Regions from separate parts of the Mus musculus genome. Here all the other regions are linked to region 7. A link is a contact called in public HiChIP or PLAC-seq, capture Hi-C and promoter capture Hi-C data. All regions are on one chromosome and are shown on one strand. Each heading gives the region's core, a stretch centred on a gene start, on an enhancer-like site or on the middle of the called end of the contact. The rest is flanking DNA. Distances are from core to core; before and after follow the strand shown. Region 1 holds the start of Tonsl (tonsoku-like, DNA repair protein). Region 2 holds the start of Cpsf1 (cleavage and polyadenylation specific factor 1). Region 3 holds the start of Scx (scleraxis). Region 4 holds the start of Lrrc14 (leucine rich repeat containing 14). Region 5 holds the start of Arhgap39 (Rho GTPase activating protein 39). Region 6 holds the start of Ly6a (lymphocyte antigen 6 complex, locus A). Region 7 holds the start of Pycrl (pyrroline-5-carboxylate reductase-like).

What was found. Promoter capture Hi-C pulls out the DNA fragments that hold promoters and counts their contacts. HiChIP or PLAC-seq counts read pairs in DNA pulled down with a chosen protein or histone mark. Capture Hi-C pulls out chosen DNA fragments and counts their contacts.
Region 1: a contact with region 7 is called in a capture Hi-C map of macrophages, with 6 times the contacts expected there. The contact joins the promoter of Tonsl here to the promoter of Pycrl in region 7. A contact is called at or near these places in 1 of 39 promoter capture datasets (pre-B cells), 2 of 484 Hi-C or Micro-C datasets (both in embryonic stem cells), 2 of 115 datasets of contacts at active chromatin or transcription factors (embryonic stem cells and pancreatic cancer cells) and 2 of 9 other capture datasets (liver and macrophages).
Region 2: a contact with region 7 is called in a capture Hi-C map of macrophages, with 2.7 times the contacts expected there. The contact joins the promoter of Cpsf1 here to the promoter of Pycrl in region 7. A contact is called at or near these places in 2 of 39 promoter capture datasets (embryonic stem cells and liver) and 2 of 9 other capture datasets (macrophages and pancreatic islet).
Region 3: a FOXA1 HiChIP or PLAC-seq map of pancreatic cancer cells shows a contact between it and region 7. The contact joins the promoter of Scx here to the promoter of Pycrl in region 7. A contact is called at or near these places in 2 of 115 datasets of contacts at active chromatin or transcription factors (pancreatic cancer cells and pro-B cells) and 1 of 9 other capture datasets (liver).
Region 4: an H3K27ac HiChIP or PLAC-seq map of double positive thymocytes shows a contact between it and region 7, with 7 times the contacts expected there. The contact joins the promoter of Lrrc14 here to the promoter of Pycrl in region 7. A contact is called at or near these places in 4 of 39 promoter capture datasets (the C10 cell line, liver and pre-B cells), 1 of 484 Hi-C or Micro-C datasets (double positive thymocytes), 2 of 115 datasets of contacts at active chromatin or transcription factors (bone marrow-derived macrophages and double positive thymocytes) and 1 of 9 other capture datasets (liver).
Region 5: a promoter capture Hi-C map of erythroid cells shows a contact between it and region 7, with 6 times the contacts expected there. The contact joins the promoter of Arhgap39 here to the promoter of Pycrl in region 7. A contact is called at or near these places in 1 of 39 promoter capture datasets (erythroid cells), 1 of 484 Hi-C or Micro-C datasets (B cells) and 1 of 115 datasets of contacts at active chromatin or transcription factors (bone marrow-derived macrophages).
Region 6: a contact with region 7 is called in a FOXA1 HiChIP or PLAC-seq map of pancreatic cancer cells. The contact joins the promoter of Ly6a here to the promoter of Pycrl in region 7. A contact is called at or near these places in 1 of 39 promoter capture datasets (hippocampal neurons) and 1 of 115 datasets of contacts at active chromatin or transcription factors (pancreatic cancer cells).

What each region holds. Positions count from the first base shown.
Region 1 is chr15:76,638,635-76,641,334 of GRCm38.p6, forward strand. Tonsl (tonsoku-like, DNA repair protein) reads right to left here and starts at 1,295. Exons shown (of 26, transcript NM_183091.3): 1 at 1,220-1,295; 2 at 1,044-1,139; 3 at 814-956; 4 at 206-389. The coding sequence starts at 1,244.
Region 2 is chr15:76,606,283-76,608,982 of GRCm38.p6, forward strand. It overlaps Cpsf1 (cleavage and polyadenylation specific factor 1), which reads right to left and starts at 1,309. Exons shown (of 37, transcript NM_053193.2): 1 at 1,053-1,309. The coding sequence starts at 1,196.
Region 3 is chr15:76,456,116-76,458,815 of GRCm38.p6, forward strand. It overlaps Scx (scleraxis), which reads left to right and starts at 1,323. Exons shown (of 2, transcript NM_198885.3): 1 at 1,323-2,071. The coding sequence starts at 1,487. The region is part of intron 3 of Bop1 (block of proliferation 1); the gene reads right to left.
Region 4 is chr15:76,709,262-76,711,961 of GRCm38.p6, forward strand. It overlaps Lrrc14 (leucine rich repeat containing 14), which reads left to right and starts at 1,380. Exons shown (of 4, transcript NM_001358891.1): 1 at 1,380-1,666. It overlaps Recql4 (RecQ protein-like 4), which reads right to left and starts at 1,298. Exons shown (of 22, transcript NM_058214.3): 1 at 1,132-1,298; 2 at 1,017-1,050; 3 at 840-937; 4 at 507-647; 5 at 1-290. The coding sequence starts at 1,215.
Region 5 is chr15:76,816,779-76,819,478 of GRCm38.p6, forward strand. Arhgap39 (Rho GTPase activating protein 39) reads right to left here and starts at 1,388. Exons shown (of 12, transcript NM_001168288.2): 1 at 1,214-1,388.
Region 6 is chr15:74,996,711-74,999,410 of GRCm38.p6, forward strand. Ly6a (lymphocyte antigen 6 complex, locus A) reads right to left here and starts at 1,321. Exons shown (of 4, transcript NM_001271419.1): 1 at 1,169-1,321; 2 at 825-907. The coding sequence starts at 894. All of the region lies in intron 1 of Gm28068 (a long non-coding RNA gene), which reads left to right.
Region 7 is chr15:75,920,285-75,922,984 of GRCm38.p6, forward strand. It overlaps Pycrl (pyrroline-5-carboxylate reductase-like), which reads right to left and starts at 1,276. Exons shown (of 6, transcript NM_025412.2): 1 at 1,092-1,276. The coding sequence starts at 1,182.

The DNA of each region.
Region 1 (2,700 bases), core at 45-2,544, 720 kb after region 7:
CCCCACCCCCACCCCCAGGATATGGGGTTTTCAGGCACTCCTACCCTTTATCCCATCTCTTATTGAGTGAGCCAGGAGTCTGCTGCACGTAGAATATAGAGAAGGAGCAGGTGCCTGACAGGTTCAAGCCTGAAGAGCAACACAGGCCTTGGAAAGGGAGGGCCCAGAGGGAGCCTATGGGGAGAATCCAAGAAAGGGGACATACCCTCTAGTTTCTCATCCACAATAGCCAAGCTCTTCTCAAAGGCAGCTTGTGCCTGCAACAAGGAATCTCTTGATTGGCAGTGGTCATATATATCCAGATGGGTGCGGCCAATGGTGGCCCAGGCTCGCTGTAGTTCAGTGTGGTTGGACAGGGAACCAGCCAGATCCAGGTAGAGATGCTGGTGCTAATGTAGAAAGAAAAAGCATTTGACATGATCCGACTCCCAGCAACTCCAGCAGTCTGATACCAGAGGAAGCTACTCTTAGAAAAGAGACCCTTCTGTTTCCCAAATTTCGACAGAGTTGGGTATACCCATGTCCTATCTTTTCTATGCAAAGGACTGTCTATGGCAATGGCTGTTCTGCCCTGCAGCAGTGCTGTCATGGGAGACCACTAAGGGCTGCATGGAGTGTTGCTCTCAATAGCAGTGGGTCCTGAGCCTTCCTCATTCAGTTGTCACAAACCCATCCATTCCCCACCACCACCACCAAGAGGCAGGCAGCGCCCCAAGTAGACATAAGAAGGGTGTGACTGCCTGCCAAGTCAAAGGTCCCTGAATACTTATTTGCATACTAGCCCTCTCTCCTCAACAAGTGAAGGTCCTGTACCTTCAGAGCAGCAGAGTAATTCTCCATTTCAGCCAGCCGTTCTCCAATCTTGCGGTGGGCCACAGCGCAGCCTAGAGTGTCCTGGACGCTCTCTAGCAGATGTAGTTCCTGCTGGTGCTCCTCCAAAGCGTCCTTGAAGCGGCCTGCCGGAAGAGGGGCGTGTGCTCAAGGTGCGCCATCACCCAGCCAGTCCCCTGCCTCCAGCTAGTCCTCTCACCGCTCCGGCTCACCGTGGCTAGCCAGCAGCTCCCCCAGCTGGTGGCAGTAGGCCGCCTCCTCGCGCAGCTGTCCATTCCTCTGGGCCCTGGTCTTGGCCTTGCTCAGCTCTGCCGGAAGAGAGAATCGAGTCTAACCCAGGACCCGATCCACACCCTGCGTCCCGACATGCACTCCCCAAAATACTCACGGCGAAGCTCCTGTTCCAGGGTCATAGCCAGACAAGCCACCGCCGCCGCGAAAATCTGCACTTCCCGCGCTTCCCTGAGCCCACGCCCATTTTCTCACTCCACCCATAACACGCAAGGCCCACCCACTCTTCTGAGCGCATGCTTAACCCCGCCCCTTCGGTGGCCCAAGTGCGGTAGACTCCAGGCCTTCTGGGATTTGTAGTCCTACTGGCGCCATCAGGTGGCAGAAGGTCTGTTGGGTAGGATCTGGGCCTTCAAGGCTGCTGTCAGAGTACGGGCACCCAAGCAGGAAGTGCCCTTTCTGGTGAGTTACCAGGACTACAGACTGACCCTGCTCCCCTGAAATCTACCTGCCTTTTTTTTTTTTTTTTTTTTAGGATTAGACGGGCTTGGTGGCATACGCCTTTAATCCCAGCACTCAGGAGGCCAAGACAGGCAAATTTCTAAATTTGAGGCCATCCTGGTCTACAGAGCAAATTGCAAATTCCTGAAAAGCCAATGATGCACAGAGAGACAAAAAAAAAAAAAAAAAAAAAAAAAAAGGAGGGGGGTCTGGATAGATGGCTCAGTGGTTAAGAGCACCGACTGCTCTTCTGAAGGTCCTGAGTTCAGGTCCAAGCAACCACATGGTGGCTACAACCACCCGTGATGAGATCTGATGTGTGTGTGTCTGAAGACAGCTACAGTGTACTTGGATATAGTAAATAAATGAATCTTTAAGAAAAAAAGATTTTTTAAATTTCACGTATGTGTTTACCTATATATATATATGTGTGTGTGTGTGTGTGCACCTGCCGTGTGCCTAGTGTCTGAAGAGGCTGAAGAGGGCAACTTGAAGAGGAGTTACAGCTTGTTGTGAATCATCGTGTGGATGTTAGTTACCAAACTTAGGTCCTCTGCAAGTGTAGCTCTTAACTACCGAGCCAACTTTCCAGCTCCCAGCCTGCCTTTTTATTACAGGTATACTGTAGTGCTACCCCCATTTCCTCTAGACATTATTATTTTTAAAGATTTATTTATTTATTTATTTATTTATTGGTTTTTTTTTGAGACAGGATTTCTCTGTGTAGCCCTGGCTGTCCTGGAACTCACTCTGTAGACCAGGCTGTCCTTGAATTCAGAAATCTGCCTGCCTCTGCCTCCCAAGTGTTGGGATTGAAGGCACGCGCCACCACGGCCTGGCAGATTTATTTTTTATTCATATGAGTACACTATAGCTGTCTTCAGACACACAAGAGGGCATCAGACCCCATTACAGATGGTTGTGAGCCTTGCAGCCTCCCTGGGGACCAACGCCCTCATGGCCTCCTGGGAGCAGAACAGGGGCTACCCTGTTCCTCAGATGCATTTCTGCCCGTCTACCATTCTCTGGTTGCTGGGAATTGAACTCAGGACCTCTGGAAGAGAAGTCAGTGCTCTTAACCGCTGAGCCATCTCTCCAGCCCTCTTCTAGAAATTAAAGCACATATCACCTATTTAC
Region 2 (2,700 bases), core at 59-2,558, 690 kb after region 7:
TTCCTCCTTCCCTTAGCCTCTACCACAAAAACTTAACTTTCCTTGAAACCCCTTTGCCTAACTCCCACATACTTCCCCCACACTTCCTTGTCTATTTAAAACACATCTTCTATGAAGGTGAGATTTCCCTGTCCAGTTCTGCCACCCCAGTAAACTGCATGTTGGCAGTAATGCACAGCCATCAAAAGCACTTGTTGCTCTTACAGAGGACCCACTTGATGGCACAACTATCCATAATGCTGACCTCCATGGACACCAAGAATGCATATGGTGTACATACATATATACAAGCAAACACAAATGAATATGAATAAGTCTAATTTTTTAAAAAAAGCATCTGCCTTCTTGGCTTTTTTGCTTTGTTTTTAGACAAGAGGTTCACTATGTAGCCCTAGATGGCTTGGAAATAGTTTAAACTGGAACACCCAGAAATCTGTCTGCTTCCACCTGGGATTAATGGATCGAACTGGGATTAAAGAGCCACGGAAATTGCCTTTTTTTTGGGGGGAGGGGGGGAGGGCTTCCTGAACCGCTTGCTGTCTCTCTAGCAACCAAAACACCCCCGTTATCAATGTACTGATGAATTCATTCCACATTACTACATCTACTGACAATAGTCTGTCCCCGAGAAACATCCAGCCTTGCTCCTTTAGGAAGAAACGTTCTTCCACAACAAATCTGCTCAATCTCAGAAAGAGCTCTGGTTGTTTTGTACAGAAACACCCAGTCTCCTTCATTGGGTCTTACTCCTAGAGAGACACTGTGGCCGTCTGTGTGTGGCAGTATTGACTTCCTAAAGAATCATCGCCCTCAAGGGTTCACTGGCTTGTCTTTGCTGCTAAGCTCGTGGAAGGTGTGCAACAATCTCCTGAAAATCGATCTCCAAAGAACAAGCAGTAGACCGCGGGCAGAGGTGTCCGGGCAGGGTAGGATGAGGCCAAACAACGAGGCAGCGATGAACTGGCTCTGGGGCCCAAAGACCCTTGGCAAACCTCAGCTCCTGCACTGGGGAACCTGCCGAATGACTGCGGCACTGCCTCGACACGGCCTACCTCGGCGTCGCGGTTCAGGCGGTACACATAGAGCTGCGAGGTGCCGGCCACCACGAGGTTGCGCTCACTGTTGTTGAAGAAGTTGCAGTACATGGTAAACTCCAGCCCGGTGGGCGGGTGCGCCTGCTTGTACACCGCGTACATGTCGCCGCCACTGTCACGCCGGAGCCGCCGACTCGGGGGACAGGGACGGCAGCGGACTCGGTCCGGCCGCGCGCGCCAACCCAGCCACCGGGTTCCGAAGTACTGCGCCTGCGCTTCCTGCCCGGACCGCCTTCTAAGAGGACCAGGTGGTTGAGAAGCAGGGTTCCGGGCCGCTTCGCATCTGCGCCTGCGCGCCGTGGCTGCGAGCGAAGAGCGGCCCCTAGTGGCCTAGCTTGATAAGAACTGACGAGCAAGCGTGGTGGCACATGCCTTTTATCCCAGCACTTGAGAGAGGCAGGCATATTTCTGAGTTCAAGGCCAGCCTGGTCTACAGAGTGAGTTCCAGGACAGCCAGGGCTACACAGAGAAACCCCGTCTCGAAAAAAAAAAACAAGAAAGAAAGAAAGAAAAAAAAAAAGGACTGATGAGCCTCGTCACAGAGCTGGAGGGTGCTGGACCTCTGCTTCCTTCTGTTCTGTACCCTTCAAGACTTGCCTCATTAGCTAAATCCCAGAAAATAAAACAAGGGTATATAGGCTTGGAAAAGGATACAGAAACATGCAATATCGCCACCCCACTCTGTAGATGAGGTGATGTGGTAGATCACCCCTGTATCACACTAAAGATCTCTTTTTAATTGACTCTAGCTGCATATGTATCAAAAGGTGGCCTAGTTGGCCATCACTGCAAAGAGAGGCCCATTGGACTTGCAAACTTTATATGCCCCAGTACAGGGGAACCCCAGGGCCAAAACGGGAGAGTGGGTGGGTAGTGGATTGGGGGGGTGGGTATGGCGGACTTTTGGGATAGCATTGAAAATGTAAACGAGGAAAATACCTAATAAAAATAAAATAAAATTTAAAAAAAAAGATCTCTTTTAAAAAGTATTTTGTTGGCTGGGCAGTGGTGGTGTAAGCCTTTAATCCCAACACTTGGGAGGCAGAGGCAGAGGCAGGCAGATTTCTGAGTTTGAGGCCAGCCTGGTCTACAAAGTGAGTTCCAGGACAGCCATGGTTATACAGAGAAAACTTTTCTTAAAAAAAAACAAAAACAAAAACAAAAAACAAAAACAAGCAAGCAAAAGAAATTATTTTTTTTTCTTTTTCTTGATTTTTGAGATGAGGTCTCAACTACATAGCCCTGGCTGTCCTGAAACTCTGTAGACCCAACTAGCCTCGAATTCAGAGTCTACCTCCCAAGCCCTGGGACGAAAGCTGCCCAGACATGCTGGCACATATATACATAATTTTTTAAATATTTATTTTATGTATATGATACACTATAGCTGTACAGATAGTTGTGAACCATCATGTGGTTGCTGGGAATTGAACCCAGAACCTCTGCTTACTCCAGCCCCAGAGATTTACTTATTATTATATGTAAGTACTCTGTAGCTGTCTTCAGACGCACCAGAAGATGGAGTCAGACCTCATTACGGATGGTTGTGAGCCACCACCTGGTCGCTGGGATTTGAATGCACGATCTTCAGAAGAGCAGCCAGTGC
Region 3 (2,700 bases), core at 73-2,572, 540 kb after region 7:
CCTCAAGTGCCCAGAAGCCAAGTGACCCAAAATCCGCCCTAGCCTTGGCCCCGATGTCTGACGTGGCGCGGCAGGGGTGCTATGCCCCTCCCCCAAGCCCTCGGAGGCGCCTGAGCTTTACCTTCACATTTTCCACTGAAGTGATGCCAACCCTAGCCTCCCCCCTCACTGGATTCCTTGGCCAAGGCTCTGGGCAGCCACAGACAGGGATGACCTCATCGCCTATGGGCTCCCTCCCCTGGCAAAAGCCTTAGGTACAAGTGGGTAGTTTACAAGGCAGGAACCATGGGAAGACCCCACCCCAACCTCAGGGAGACAAACCTGTTCTGCTCGGCAGGTGGTCAAGGACCCCCTTCCAGCACCACTGATCCTCCCCCTCCCATTTCAGTGGGCAGAGCAGCCACATTCCTGGACACACATTCCTGGTTTCAGCCCCTGCCAGCCACCACCACCCTCACTCCTCCCAGCCTGGGGACTGCTGCCCAGGCGGCCACTTCCTGCAACAGTAGCCACAGGGAGGAGGGGCCCAGACATAACTAGCACAGATGAGTGCCAGCAGCCCCTCAGCAAGACCCCTTGGGCCTCGTCCCACTGCACCTGTCCACACCAGCCCAGAAATGCCCCATGCTCTTGCTGTACGCTCTCCACCTTGAGGGCCACTTCCGAACTGGAGGGATGGAGAGGTGCCGATCTTAGCTCTTATCCACGTGTGCACTGGCTTTGAGAAGCCCCATGAAGCATACAGCAAGGATGGGGGTGGGGCCCCCAAGCAGGATGGGTCAAAGGGGTAAGATCTGGCACAAGGCACAGGCCATGGAGTCAAGTCATGCCAACCACACACACCCATTTCTAGACTGCTACTGCTGGAGTCACCCCCATGAGTGCACACACACACACACTCTCTCTCTCTCTCTCTCTCTCTCACATACACACACACACACACACACACACACACACACACACACACACACACACGGCCTGGCACAAAAGACCCAAGTGCACATGGAAGGAGAGTCAGACAGGGTGTGGCCAGGCACTCAGGGCCAGGGCAGCTGGGTGAACTTAGGCATGCCAGGAGAGAAAGCCTCTTGATTCTTGATTTATTCTCTTCTGCCCTGTAGAATGGGTGGGATGGGCACCATTGTCTTGGGGCACTAGTAGCACCCCAGAAACGCTCCAACCAGAAAGATGCTCGGGGGCCCTCTAGGCACGGCTATTAAAAGGGAAAAGGTGCACGCACGAGCTCTGAGTAAACTCCTCCAGGCCAGAAAGGGAGGCGGAGGCCAGGCGCGGGGGAGGAGCTGACTGCTATAAAGGCACTGCTCGGCTGGCGGCCCCACTCCAGTCCGAACACATGTGCCCGCCTCACCCGGCAGCCGCCACCGCGGGGCGCAGCGGAGACCCCTGGCCCGGCGGCCTGTGGGGACCTAAAGAGGCGGCATGAGCAGCGCACGGTGGAGCTGACGCCGCGCCCCCTGCCCGGCCCATGTCCTTCGCCATGCTGCGTTCAGCGCCGCCGCCGGGTCGCTACCTGTACCCTGAGGTGAGCCCGCTGTCGGAGGATGAGGACCGCGGAAGCGAGAGCTCGGGCTCCGACGAGAAACCCTGCCGTGTGCATGCTGCGCGCTGTGGCCTCCAGGGCGCCCGGCGGCGGGCAGGAGGACGGAGGGCCGCGGGTAGCGGGCCAGGACCCGGGGGGCGGCCAGGCCGCGAGCCCCGGCAGCGGCACACAGCGAATGCGCGCGAGCGGGACCGCACCAACAGCGTGAACACGGCCTTCACTGCGCTGCGCACACTCATCCCCACCGAGCCAGCGGACCGCAAGCTCTCCAAGATTGAGACGCTGCGCCTGGCCTCCAGCTACATTTCTCACCTGGGCAATGTGCTGCTGGTGGGTGAGGCCTGTGGCGACGGGCAACCATGCCACTCGGGACCCGCTTTCTTCCACAGCGGTCGTGCGGGCAGCCCACTGCCACCGCCGCCGCCGCCACCACCACTGGCCAGAGACGGCGGCGAGAACACCCAGCCCAAACAGATCTGCACCTTCTGCCTCAGCAACCAGAGAAAGTTGGTGAGCAGGGCTGGGAGCACCGAGGGGCCCCGATGTACTCACCAGCCCACACCTGCCAGGCAGAGAGGTGCAGGGCAGGGGCAGCATTCCCTAGCATCTACACCTGCCAACAAAGCTGTGCCCAAAGGAGGGAAGGGCACAGAGGAGCCATACCTTGGGACACAGACTCCCATTGGTAGTGGTCATAGGGACCTGCAAATACAGGATCAAGAAGTAATGCTGAGATGGGCCACCCAGAAGTTCCGGGAGGGAGGGCAGGCAGCAGGAACCTGGCAGGGCAGAGGGGCCTTACTTTCAGGCTCGTTTCCCATCAAGTTGAGAAGTGAAAGGAGGTGAATTCAAGAAGTAAGAAGTATATCTATACGCTTCCATCCAGAGGGGAACAATGTGAAACAGTGAGGCAGTCAAAGGGATGCCCCCACTAGGCTGATGTGCCACTACCCCTCCGCCCCCGCAGCCCACCTCCACCCCAAGGCTTATGGGCACCTGCTGCCTCTCCCCTGGTCTACTGAGACCTGCAGTAGAGGGGCTAGGGGAGAAGGCTGAACTGAGAGATGCTGGCCAGCCATGATTTACTGCTCTGGCCGCACTTGGTGGCACCGGAAAAGCAGGGTGAGCAGGGAAAAAAT
Region 4 (2,700 bases), core at 130-2,629, 790 kb after region 7:
TCTGCACTCAGGTCAAGCCCACAAGCACCCGGAACCTCTAGAAGATCTGAAACTCTGTTGTGACACCTCTCTAACCAACCAGGGTCTAGGGAAGTCAACCTCCGGCTGAGGGATGATCGGAGCTGCTGGAGCTGGCCCAGCCTCGGCCGGGGCTCAGGAACCCGAGGAAGTGCATCGTCAGCTTCGTCTGGACAGGGGGATTCAGTCTTTGAGCCTGGTGGCCTTGGGGCAGGAACTGTGGACAAGGATCTCTTCTGAAGCTGGAGTTTTCTGCTCTGGGTTGGTCCAGTCTAGAAAGACAGAACAGCAAATCGGAATTCAGGACCTGGGTTACTGCAGAAGTTTGGGACAGACAATAAGAGTGGAGATGCCTGAGCACCGTTAGGAACCTAGTCCCAGTTATTACAGGAGCGTACGTGCGTGCTATAAGGAAGGGTGGACATAGAAGGACCCTGGCAAACCACCCAAGGGCCAAAGGCAGTTCTGGGTTCACCTCCACGTCTTACCTGTGTTGTGTTTTTCAGATTGGCTTTGAGCCTCTTCCCATAGTCTTGTACAGAACTCAGTAGGCTCTGTTTTGGCATAGACTGCGTATTCTGCGTTGCAGCTCGACTCAGGTGGGGACCCCAGCAGCTTGGCTCCTGTGCCTGCAGTAGATAGTAGCAACCTAGACCAGTTTAAAAGATGGCATGGGCACAGAAGTGCCTCTAAAGCTTCCCCTAACCCCCATGGGAGGACCTGGCCACCCAACTTCTGTGCTCCATGGAGGCACGGCTGCAAAATGCTCTCGGTTCCTGCCATTTGGACCACAGACCGCTGAGAGTGGGATTCACTGATACCTCCTCAGCTGCCTCGGCAAGTGATTGCTCTAGGACACGATGTCTGTCGTCAGCCTGACGCACCGCCTGCTTTAGGTTACGGTACTCACGGTAGAGCGCTGGGAAGGCAGAAGTCGGCGGTCAGGGGCATACCCACTAACATTCGCCCTGTCCCTGGTCCACCAGCCCAGTGCTCACCGCGGGTCTCTTCAGGTGCCGCCTCCACATCCCCCTAGGAGAGAAGCTTGTCAGCAACAGGCTGCGCCAGGATCCCCCACTTGCCGCCCCTGTCCGGACCCTAACTCCACCTCACCTTCGCTGGCCGTCGCCCGTGCAGCCGTGCAAAAGCGCGTTCCCACTCCTGTAGCCGCGCGCGAACGGTCGCGAGCCGCTCCATGGCAGCCCGAACGTGAGTTTAGGGGAAATCTCCCGCCGCCACCGTAAAGTCCTGTCCTTAGCCAATGAGAGCGGCCGCCGGGCGGTGCTGCAGATGCTCTGAGCCCCCCGGGGAGGGGGCGGGCCTATGAGTTGTTGCGTCATCACAGCGCGCCCCGGCGCTGCGCGGAGCTGGGCGAGGCTTGCTGGGCGAGGAAGGGTTGCAGGCCTTGGTAGTCGGGGAGGCGGATGAGCGGGGGCCGCGGGGCTGGGATTCGAGTCGAGCTGAGAGTCAAGCAGCCGTTAGTGGTCAGGGCACTTGGACGGCAGGTTCGACGGGGACTGGCGCTTGAAGACCACGGCTGAGGCGGATTCTCGGGAGGTGCCGCCGGCGCGCGGGGATGGGCCGCAAGCGAAGGGAGACCTAGGGGCGGGCGAGGCCGGTCTCGGCCTGTGGCTCCAGGCTCGCCCGGGTCAGTTGATGTTCCGGGCTTTTTGTTTTCTCCAAGGATCCGAGCGTGCGCGTCTGTATGCCGCAGAGACCGCTGTGTCCTGTGTGCAGTAGCATCACCCAGAAGCAATCCTTGCTTGGAGGCCAGGCGGGCTGCCACCGGTTCCTCTTATGACAGGTGTTTGGTTGGCTTGTCCTGTCAGTTAGGCAGTCCTATTATCTTAAGCTAGAGCCAGATCAAGGACAGTCACGCGGGGTTCCCCAGGGACGCGTGCCTTAAGGACTCGTAGGAGATGTTAGAAGCAAGCAAACCCTGGGCTTCATCAGTCTTTCTGGTCCCCAGTCTTGTCCCTTGCTGCGGCTTTGCGTAAGGCCTAGGCCCTGGTTTTCCATTCTGTTGTGGGCTGAGGACTGTAGCATAGTTCTGAGGGTAAGGTGTTTTGCCCACAGGAAGTCTACTGACCCAGGATAGCAAGAATCATTCAGGCTCAGGATCTTTTGTATGTGGCTTCTCAGCTGGAACGCTTTAGCAGTTTTGGCTTGGATCGTTATGAATCTCGTGAATTTAAGACATGGTTTCTCAGTGAAGAGGAGGTACCCGAATAGGAGACAAGGACCACAGAGGGTGAGAGTTGCTCTTCCTCAGGGATTTCTCTGCCTAGTTATACCCTAGAAATCCGCTATCTCTGGAGTTCAAACTCAGGGCCTTGGTCTCAGATGCTGCACACCATCTGTTCACAGGATCCTTTAAAAAACAAAAACAAAAAAAAAACCCCAGAGCCTGGCACTCACTAAGCTGTGTTAGACTTCTTTAACTCCAAAGGCACATCTACGTGGAGGGTCAGGATGTTAGGCTACTGGCTCTGGAGGAATCCTCTGTTGTCAGTCTGGTGGGAAGAGAGGTCTGGGATTTACTTCACTTTAGAAAATATTTACTTTCCCTAGTCGTAGGAAAATACACCATGTGCATGTGAAAGCTTCAGGTCAAAAGGGGGCACCTGCATCAGTTCCATGTGGCTGTGACATACCATGTTGGTTCTGGAAACCAGGCTGGGG
Region 5 (2,700 bases), core at 138-2,637, 900 kb after region 7:
AGACCACGAGCTGGAAGGAGTCACATCTCTCTATTCCCTCCTAGGCACTCAGAATCCCTTGAAGACTGGCTTTCCGGACTATCCAGTCACACCTCTCCTTCTAATTCCCTTCCCCCCACGTTCGTTGTAAAAAGGGGAGCAGGGACAAAACCACCTGCTGTTTACAGACTGCGCCCAGGACGCAGTGCTCAATTGCCCTCCCTAGCTCCCAAAGACAAACGTCCGTATTGTCTGCACCACGGGAGGAACTGAAGCCTTGCAACTGTACGTTTTTCTGCAGAGGTCACTGGAGGCCTGGCCAACCCGAACAACACTGAAGGGGGAGGGGGTCCAGCCGCATTTTTGCGGCTGAAGGTTGCGTAGCGCCCACAGCAGCTGCGGTGAGCAGCAGCATGGAACACACCCACAGCTGCCGCGCCCGAAGCGGGCAGCACGTTTTAAAATAAAGACAGCCTGCCTGGCCCGGGATGCACAGCCTGCCGGCTCGCAGCCCCCACCCACCCCACGCCTGCCAAACAGCAGGCGCCCAGGGAGTTCCAAGTCTGAAAGGCCGGGGAGAGGACCACCCGAGCCTGCCGCAGAGGCCCTGCCGCGAAGCCAGGGCGCACCACGCGCAAGCAAGCCACGACCCGACCCAGAGACGCCCACCGACTGCCGGGCATCGCGGACAAAGCCTAGCCCGCAAGATCCTCGTTCGGCAAGCACTATCTCTCACCACCCCCAAACGGACCGGAGCCCAGTGCACAGAAAGGGCACAAGCACACCACCGGCTCTGGGCCTGGACACAGAACGCACGCACACCTGTCCTCGGGCTGACTACACACACCTGTCTGCAGGCCGGGCACCCTCACATCTCACACCCACCATCAGGTCCACCCCAACCCCAACCACCTCAAGCAAAGGGCTCGCACACAACTATCTTGGCCAGGGACACACACGCACTCACGCCCATCCAAAGGCCGGGCACGCGTGCAGACCATGGCACCCTCACACCCACCACCCTCGGGCCCCTGCTCTTACGCAAACCCGCCTTCACACTCCCTGGCCCTTGGCCGCGGCGTCCTCCTGCGGACCCTCCCCTACCGGGTCACCTGGGGCCCCGATTTCTAGCACGACTGGACTGGGGGGCCTCCGCCTGGGCCAGGCCGTGGGGCCGCAGCGAGGCCTCTCCGCCATCTTCCCGGCCCGCGCCGCCCACCTCCCGCGCTCTCACCAGCCGGCCCTGCGCCCGGAGCGCCGCCACTGCCCCTCATCACCGACCGCACGCTGCGCCCCAGCTCCCGGCGGCTCCCGGCCGCCGTCGCCGCCGCAGCCAGCGCTTCACGTCCTGGGTCTCCGCCGCTGGTCCAGTGCGCTGCGGCCGCGCGTCCCCCGTCACCAAGCGCAACCCCCCGCCTCCGACTCCGCCCCCGCGAGGATGGTGGCGCCGCCAGGGGGCGCCGCCCGCGAGGCTGCAATGCGCCTGCGCCACCGCGCAGCCCCTCGGGAGCTCCGAGGGAGCCTTGCCTCTGTCGGAGGCCCCGCCCCCGATGCCGCGCTAGCCGGCCGTTCCGCTCTCACCTGTACCCGCCCACTTCTGGAGGTCTGGGTCACCTCAGGTGTGTCCTAACGTGGGTGTGGCGTGACTCTATTAGTTCTAGCCCTGCTGGGGTTCCTAAGCTTGAGATATACCTCTTCCTTGACTCTGGAAAGGTAGCTATTGTCTAAAATACTCTGCGTATTCCATGTTTGTAACTTCCCTTTATTATTTTCCTCCTTTTATTTCCTTGACTATTCTCGTAGTAACTCAGGCACAGCTTTAAATGTGCTCTCTTTTCTATTTTTTTTTTTTTTTTTGTAATGTGTATTGTGTGTGAAGCATGTGCACGCACGTGCCAACAGTGTCCGTGTGGAAATCGGAGGACAACTCCTTTCACCATGGGTTCTAATGACGGAACTCGCATCATCAGGCTTGCACAGAGAGCACCTCTACCCACTCCATGGCCCTTTTAACTTCTTATTAATTTTTTTTAAGAGAGAGAATTTCAGATGGCCCAGGCTGACCTTCAACTTCCCTATGTAGCGAAGGATGACTTTGAAACTCTAATCCCGTCTTCATCTCTCTTGTGCGAGGATTACAGGCACCATATCCGGTTTACACAGCTGAGGAGGTGAAACCCATTCTAGGAAAGCCCTTTACCTACTGAGCTACATCCTCAGCTGCCATTTGGGTTTTTTGTATTTGACGAGCTCTTGCTCTGTGTACCCGGGCTGGCCTCAAACTTAAAATCCGTCTTTAACACATTACAAGTGCGTTTGTCACCCTCCCAGACTTCGGAATATTCAGTGTTGTTGTTGTTGTTTTTGTTTGTTCATGTTTTCGTTTTTTGAGACAGGTTTCTCTGTGTAGCCCCGGCTGTCCTGTAACTCGATCAGTAGACCAGACTAGCCTCAAACTCAGAGCTATCTACCTGCCTCACTTTGCTAGTGCTGAAATTAAAGACGTGGGCCATTACTGCCCGACACCAGTTCTTTACTTTAAAAAGAAAAACACACACACACACACACAAAAAAAAAACCAAACTTTTTTTTTACCTTGGCTTGACAATTAAGAGTAAATACTGCTCTTCCTGAGGATTCAAGTTCAATTCCCAGCATCCATGTCAGGTGACTCAAAACCACCTATAATGCCTGACAGAGGTGGCACATGCCTTTAATCCC
Region 6 (2,700 bases), core at 71-2,570, 920 kb before region 7:
ACCACTGTTGTTTAAAGATGCCTGGTACTGCTGTCTCAGCTACACAGCCCCACAGGAGACATGTGCACCCCAAGAGATATTAAAGAGACAGCCACCATATTGGGAAGATATAGATACCAAATGTCCGCTGAAGCAGTGAGTGGGTGTGTAAGTAGATGCTGGGGCCACCAAATAGAGAGGGCTCTTCTGACCTGTCCTACCCTACACCTGCAGAGCTGGCCCCTGGGTATTGGAGCATGACAAAGCACAGAACTTCCCAGAGTCAGCTTAAAGCTGAGGCTCACCATGAGGCTTCCTGCAATACACATGTAACTACAAGTATAGGCGTATCTTAGAGCTCAGAATTTCTTAGAGTACAGAAGGCATAGCATTTGGGTCTCATGTGGCATGGGCTGGGACATAAGGAAAAGTCAAAGTCCAGGCAATAAGGATTCCAAATCCATTGACTTGGCATCTGGGGAGAAAAAGAAGGCTCTTCCAGTTTGTGTGCACACAGGCCAGTGTCCTGATTGGGAGGCCAGTGCAGAAGGGTAGAGTCTAAGGACAGGCTGCTCTGGTGGCCAGGTTCTGTGGCAGAGATACTGAGCTCCACGTGTCCTTTTGGTATGTGGTGATGGTTGCAAGGCAGGTTCTGACAGGTTTACAGACCCAGTAAAGCACCCCACCACAGAAGGCTTCACCCACCACAAGCCCATTCCCAATCCCATGACCCCAGCACATCTCGGGTACTGGGCACACAATGGAAGTGTAGGTGTACCCACAACCCTGAGGCCCTTTTCCATCTCCATTGTATCCTTCTGCCCCTCTCTCATTTTCTACCTCACCTCTTTCTGCACACAGTAGGGCCACAAGAAGAATCAGCAAACAGGACTTTGTAGTGTGAGAAGTGTCCATCCTCAGAGAAGGGCTGCACAGATAAAACCTTGGAAGTTGGAGCCAATTAATAGACCCCCAATCACATCCCTGGGCTCTCACAGAGCTCAGGCATCCGATCTTCCCTCCCTCCAACCCTCCACACAGCTTTCCCTGAGGAATACATGTCTGCCTACTTCTCTCACCCACCACCCACCCAGCTCTTCCTTCCTAATCCCACACTCCCAACCCCAGCCCTATCCTGAGGGCTCTTCCCTTTGTCACCTAGCAGCTCCCTCCTCACACCAGTCCTTACTTCCTCTCAGACAAGGTTGCAGGCACAGTGGCAAGTTCTGTCAGATGTGGACTGAAGTACTTTAATTTCCTTCAGCTCCTCCCAGCTGGCATCCTGAAGAGGGAGGGGTTTCAGTACTTAACCTTTTCCAGGCCATCATGTTTATTGGTTAAGAGGTAGCAAGATTTGTTTGTGACCTGATCAAGCCAGATTTATAGCAGTTGGGGAGGAACCATGGTGCAGGAGAACTGAGAGGGCCGAGGGCCAGAGGCCACAGTTGACTTGTGCTTGCCAATTAGAAAGCAAGGGAAGAAGTCAAGTTGCTCAGCCCTTTACTAGTTTTTGTTTTGTTTAGCTTCGTGTTTTTTGTTTGTTTATTTTGGGTTTTTTTTTGACTTTTTTTTTTTTTTTTGAGACAAAGTTTCTCTGTGTAGCTTTGGCTGTCCTAGGACTTGCTCAGTAGAACAGGCTGGCTCCAACACACAGCTATCAAAGGGGTGCACAACAGCCGCTGATACTTCTGCCTCCACTACCTGGCTTTTTTCTGTGTCTAAATAGAAGGTATGGTTTGCAGTGGCTCAGAGCCAATGGCCCTCCTTCCTATAAGCAGGAAAACAATTTACAAATACTTAAAGACTGGCTCTGGTGAGCAAGCCCCCAGTAGGCTCTTGCATCCACAAAGTGAGAGTCCTGAGGCAAGAACTAACTGGCAACTGGGATGGAAGTTACCAAGCAGTGTCTGATGTGTTTGGGGATGTATGGGGCTGTGTGTGCTGGACAGAGGTAGAGACCTGAGCTGGAAATCATCCTGAGATGATACCACAGCAAATGAACAGCTGTGCTCACAGGACAACTGAGTCCCAAAATGGACCACAGCATCAGTGAAGCTGAGCGCACCCCACTTAAGCAGGGAAGGCTGCTTACACTCCATGGCCTCTGCCCGAGCACCACTAAAAACCCCTTCCTTCTTACCCTATAATATATCATATAAGCAAACAGTTTGCCTCCAACACCGCATAACCCAGCACAGTGGTAAGAGGAAGAGAGCAAGCAAGAAATGTTGTCTCTCTAATTCTGTCACATGCTGTGCTCGGTATTGGCTCATGCATGAAGAAGTGTATGTGAAAGAAAGAGCAGGAGACAGCAAGCCTCTGCAAACAAAGAAAAAGCGGCAAGGAAAGATCCAAGTGATAAACCCTGCCAATGTCACCACCCAATGAGGTTATGAGGCTTTTTTTCCCCCAGAGGATGGGTGAGGTCACTTACAGGAATATGCATAAATTCTGAGCAGCTTAGTCACCACCAAATCTCACCCCATCATAAAAGCAGTACACGGAGTCCCTCTTTCAGTAAATCCTCTGTATCCTCTATATTCTAGTATCTTCTGAGACCACTTGTGCTTGGCGGAGAACAGGAGGGAGTCATGGCTGGAACCCCAGGTGACAGTCCTCCCTTCTGAGTATAGAGAGTTCTGCCCATTATCACAGACCTATTGCTGTTTTGCTCTTCTGACTCTATTTATTGCCAGGGCTCCTGGGCCAACATTATCCCTA
Region 7 (2,700 bases), core at 26-2,525:
AAATACAACTGAAAGCAGAGAGCCAAAGGTCACCAACTTCCTCTACCCGCAATCTGTTCATAAAGTTTTCTAAATACTGTACAGCCGTGCTGGGCCAGTAAAACATCAGTTATATACACCAGCAGTCCTCAGCCCGGAAGAGTTTGCCTCTCTCCCCACCATACCCCTCAAGCTCCAGGTAGCAGACATTTGGAACTGGTGGAGAAACGTCAGTCTTCAAATTCAAGGTATTGTTGCCATAAAGAAATGACAAACCAGCGATAGCAGGCACTCTTCAGAGCACAGGGCCAATCCTCTTCCTCCCGAGTGTCCTCACAGCTGCCCACCTCTGAGAGTGGGGGCTGAGGAATGGGTAGCCTTTGGTTAAGCCAGAGGCTGAGGAGGAAGAGGCCAGGACGTCAGACATTTAACTTGGCATTAAGTCGGTTCAATCTAAGGCACGATTTGAGCCACATATGGAACTAGAAACTCGCAGCCACATTAAGGAGATAAAAAGTTAAAAGCGAGTCAGCGAGTGGCTCACACTTTTAATTCCAACACTCTGGGAGGCAGAAAAAGGTGGATCCCTGAGTTCAGGATCAGCCTGGTCTACCTGGGAGTTCCAGGCCAAATGAACCCTGTCTCGAAAAGAAAAGAAAAGAAAAGAAAAGAAAAGAAAAGAAAAGAAAAGAAAAGAAAAGAAAAGAAAAGAAAAGAAGAGAAGAGAAGAGAAGAGAAGAAGAGAAAAGAAAAGAAACAAGCAAACTCCACTACAAAGAAGTCACACGTGAAGTCAATCGTAATATTCTTTAATGCAATACATTTAAAGGAATATTCACCAATACAATCAATGTTAAATAAATGAACTGGTTTTTTTTGGTTTTTTTCCCCCACACCTCGCCTAACATGCCCACTCACCGGCCTGGGAAGGGACTGCGGACTCATCCAGCGATCCTGGAGGCCTTAATAGAGTCCTGATGTATGATTCTCACCCAGGAAACCAGCGAATTCACCCTACTGGCCCTTGGTGTACCACGTGCGCCCCTCCCGCCAAGGCTTACGAACTCCTCCCATTAGAACGAAAGCTCCCCCAGCCAGGCCTCGCCTCCCACCTGCTTGGATGAGGCCTCGGGCAATGGCCTCCGCCATGCGGCCTGCACCCACGAAGCCCACACGCCGAGGTTCAGACATTGTCGCCGCCATCCTGCTCTGAGCTGGCCTTCTCTCGTCCTTGCGGCAGCGGGTCCCGCCCACTAGAACTGCTTTGACCGACAGAAGCGACTGGGCGGGTTTGGGAGGACAGAGGGGCGGGGCGGGGCGGGGCGGGGCGGGCGCAGACACTTGGATTTTGACGCTTGAGGCGGGATTTCCCCCAAGCTTTGGTAAACCATTGGTCAGTGATTTTGCTGAGGGGAAAGAAGAGAAAGGAAGGGGAGCTAGTCCTAAGCAGGCTGTCTAATTCCTCCTGAGAAGCCTGAAGCTAGCTAGAGTCTCTCCAAAACCCTTACAGAGAGATTTAGAGGGGGAGAAAAACAAAAAAAACAAAAACCAAAAAACGCTTGAACCACTCCAGGATGGGCCTGGGGTGTAAGGTAGGTACTCCAAGCTCTTGCCTAGCTTGGGTGCCTTGGGTTCAGTCCTCGGAGTGGGTTCTGGTTCTCTACATTAAAAGCAGCACTAACCATCAGTCACTAATACACAGCACTTATTTTTTAATTTAAAAAAAACTTTTGAGTGCTTTAGTGTCTCACCAAAATAGTTATCTGTATTGAATTCCACATATAGTGACATTTAGTCACTTAGCTGGCTATATGTATAGTCATTTAGCTAAAGTGAGAGCAGAGGAAAGAAAAAGCAAGCAAATCAAGAAGCCCAAAACAGAAAAAAAGGCAGGTTTTCATGAGCAATCAGAAGCCTGGCTGTGGTGGCACACACCTTTGGTCTCAGTCCCAGGCAGGTGGAGCTCAAGTTTGAGGCCAGCCTGGTCTACAAAGCAAATTCCAGAACAGTCAAGGCCACAGAGAGAATCCCTGTCTAACTAACTAACTAACTAACTAACTAAATAAATAAATAAATAAAATGATCAGGATCCCAGCCTTCGTCTCATCCAAATTACCAATTCAAACAACCACCAGCATACAGGTGGTTTGTTGCTGTCTTGTTTTGAATGTGCATAATTAGGCAAACTAGAACACAGCACTTAGAAGGGCAGTGCATGCTGTCTTTGGACTGTGAGGTCCCACAGTAAAGATGGTCATCTCCTGCTTGCCACAATTGGGATGTGATGGCCAGTCCTTCCCTCTCTCTCACTGTGCGAGGTGAAGAGTTATAATTTCCTAATCTTTCCCCAGACCCCACCTGAAGCCTACAAGCACTAAGTCTGCCTGACATTAGATGGACACCTGTAAAACCAGGAGCTAAAAACTACAGCTAAATAAGGCTTTTCCTTCTTAGACATTAACTGTCTCAGGTAGCAACAGGGAACCTGCAGAATCCTCAATATGGAGACAAAAATCCATTCTATGGGGTGAGGGACATGAGTGTAAAGAACTTGTGTATTCTGGGCGGCACCCAGAAATGTTCAAGGCTGAGACTTGGCCTCAAGTCTGTCGGAAAGTGTATGCAGCTGTCTGGCCAGAGTGATCAAGGCACTCTGATTCTTAGGACAGGGTGCATTTCTTGACATAATGACACGTTTAACACTGACTGGTGGTCACTGGA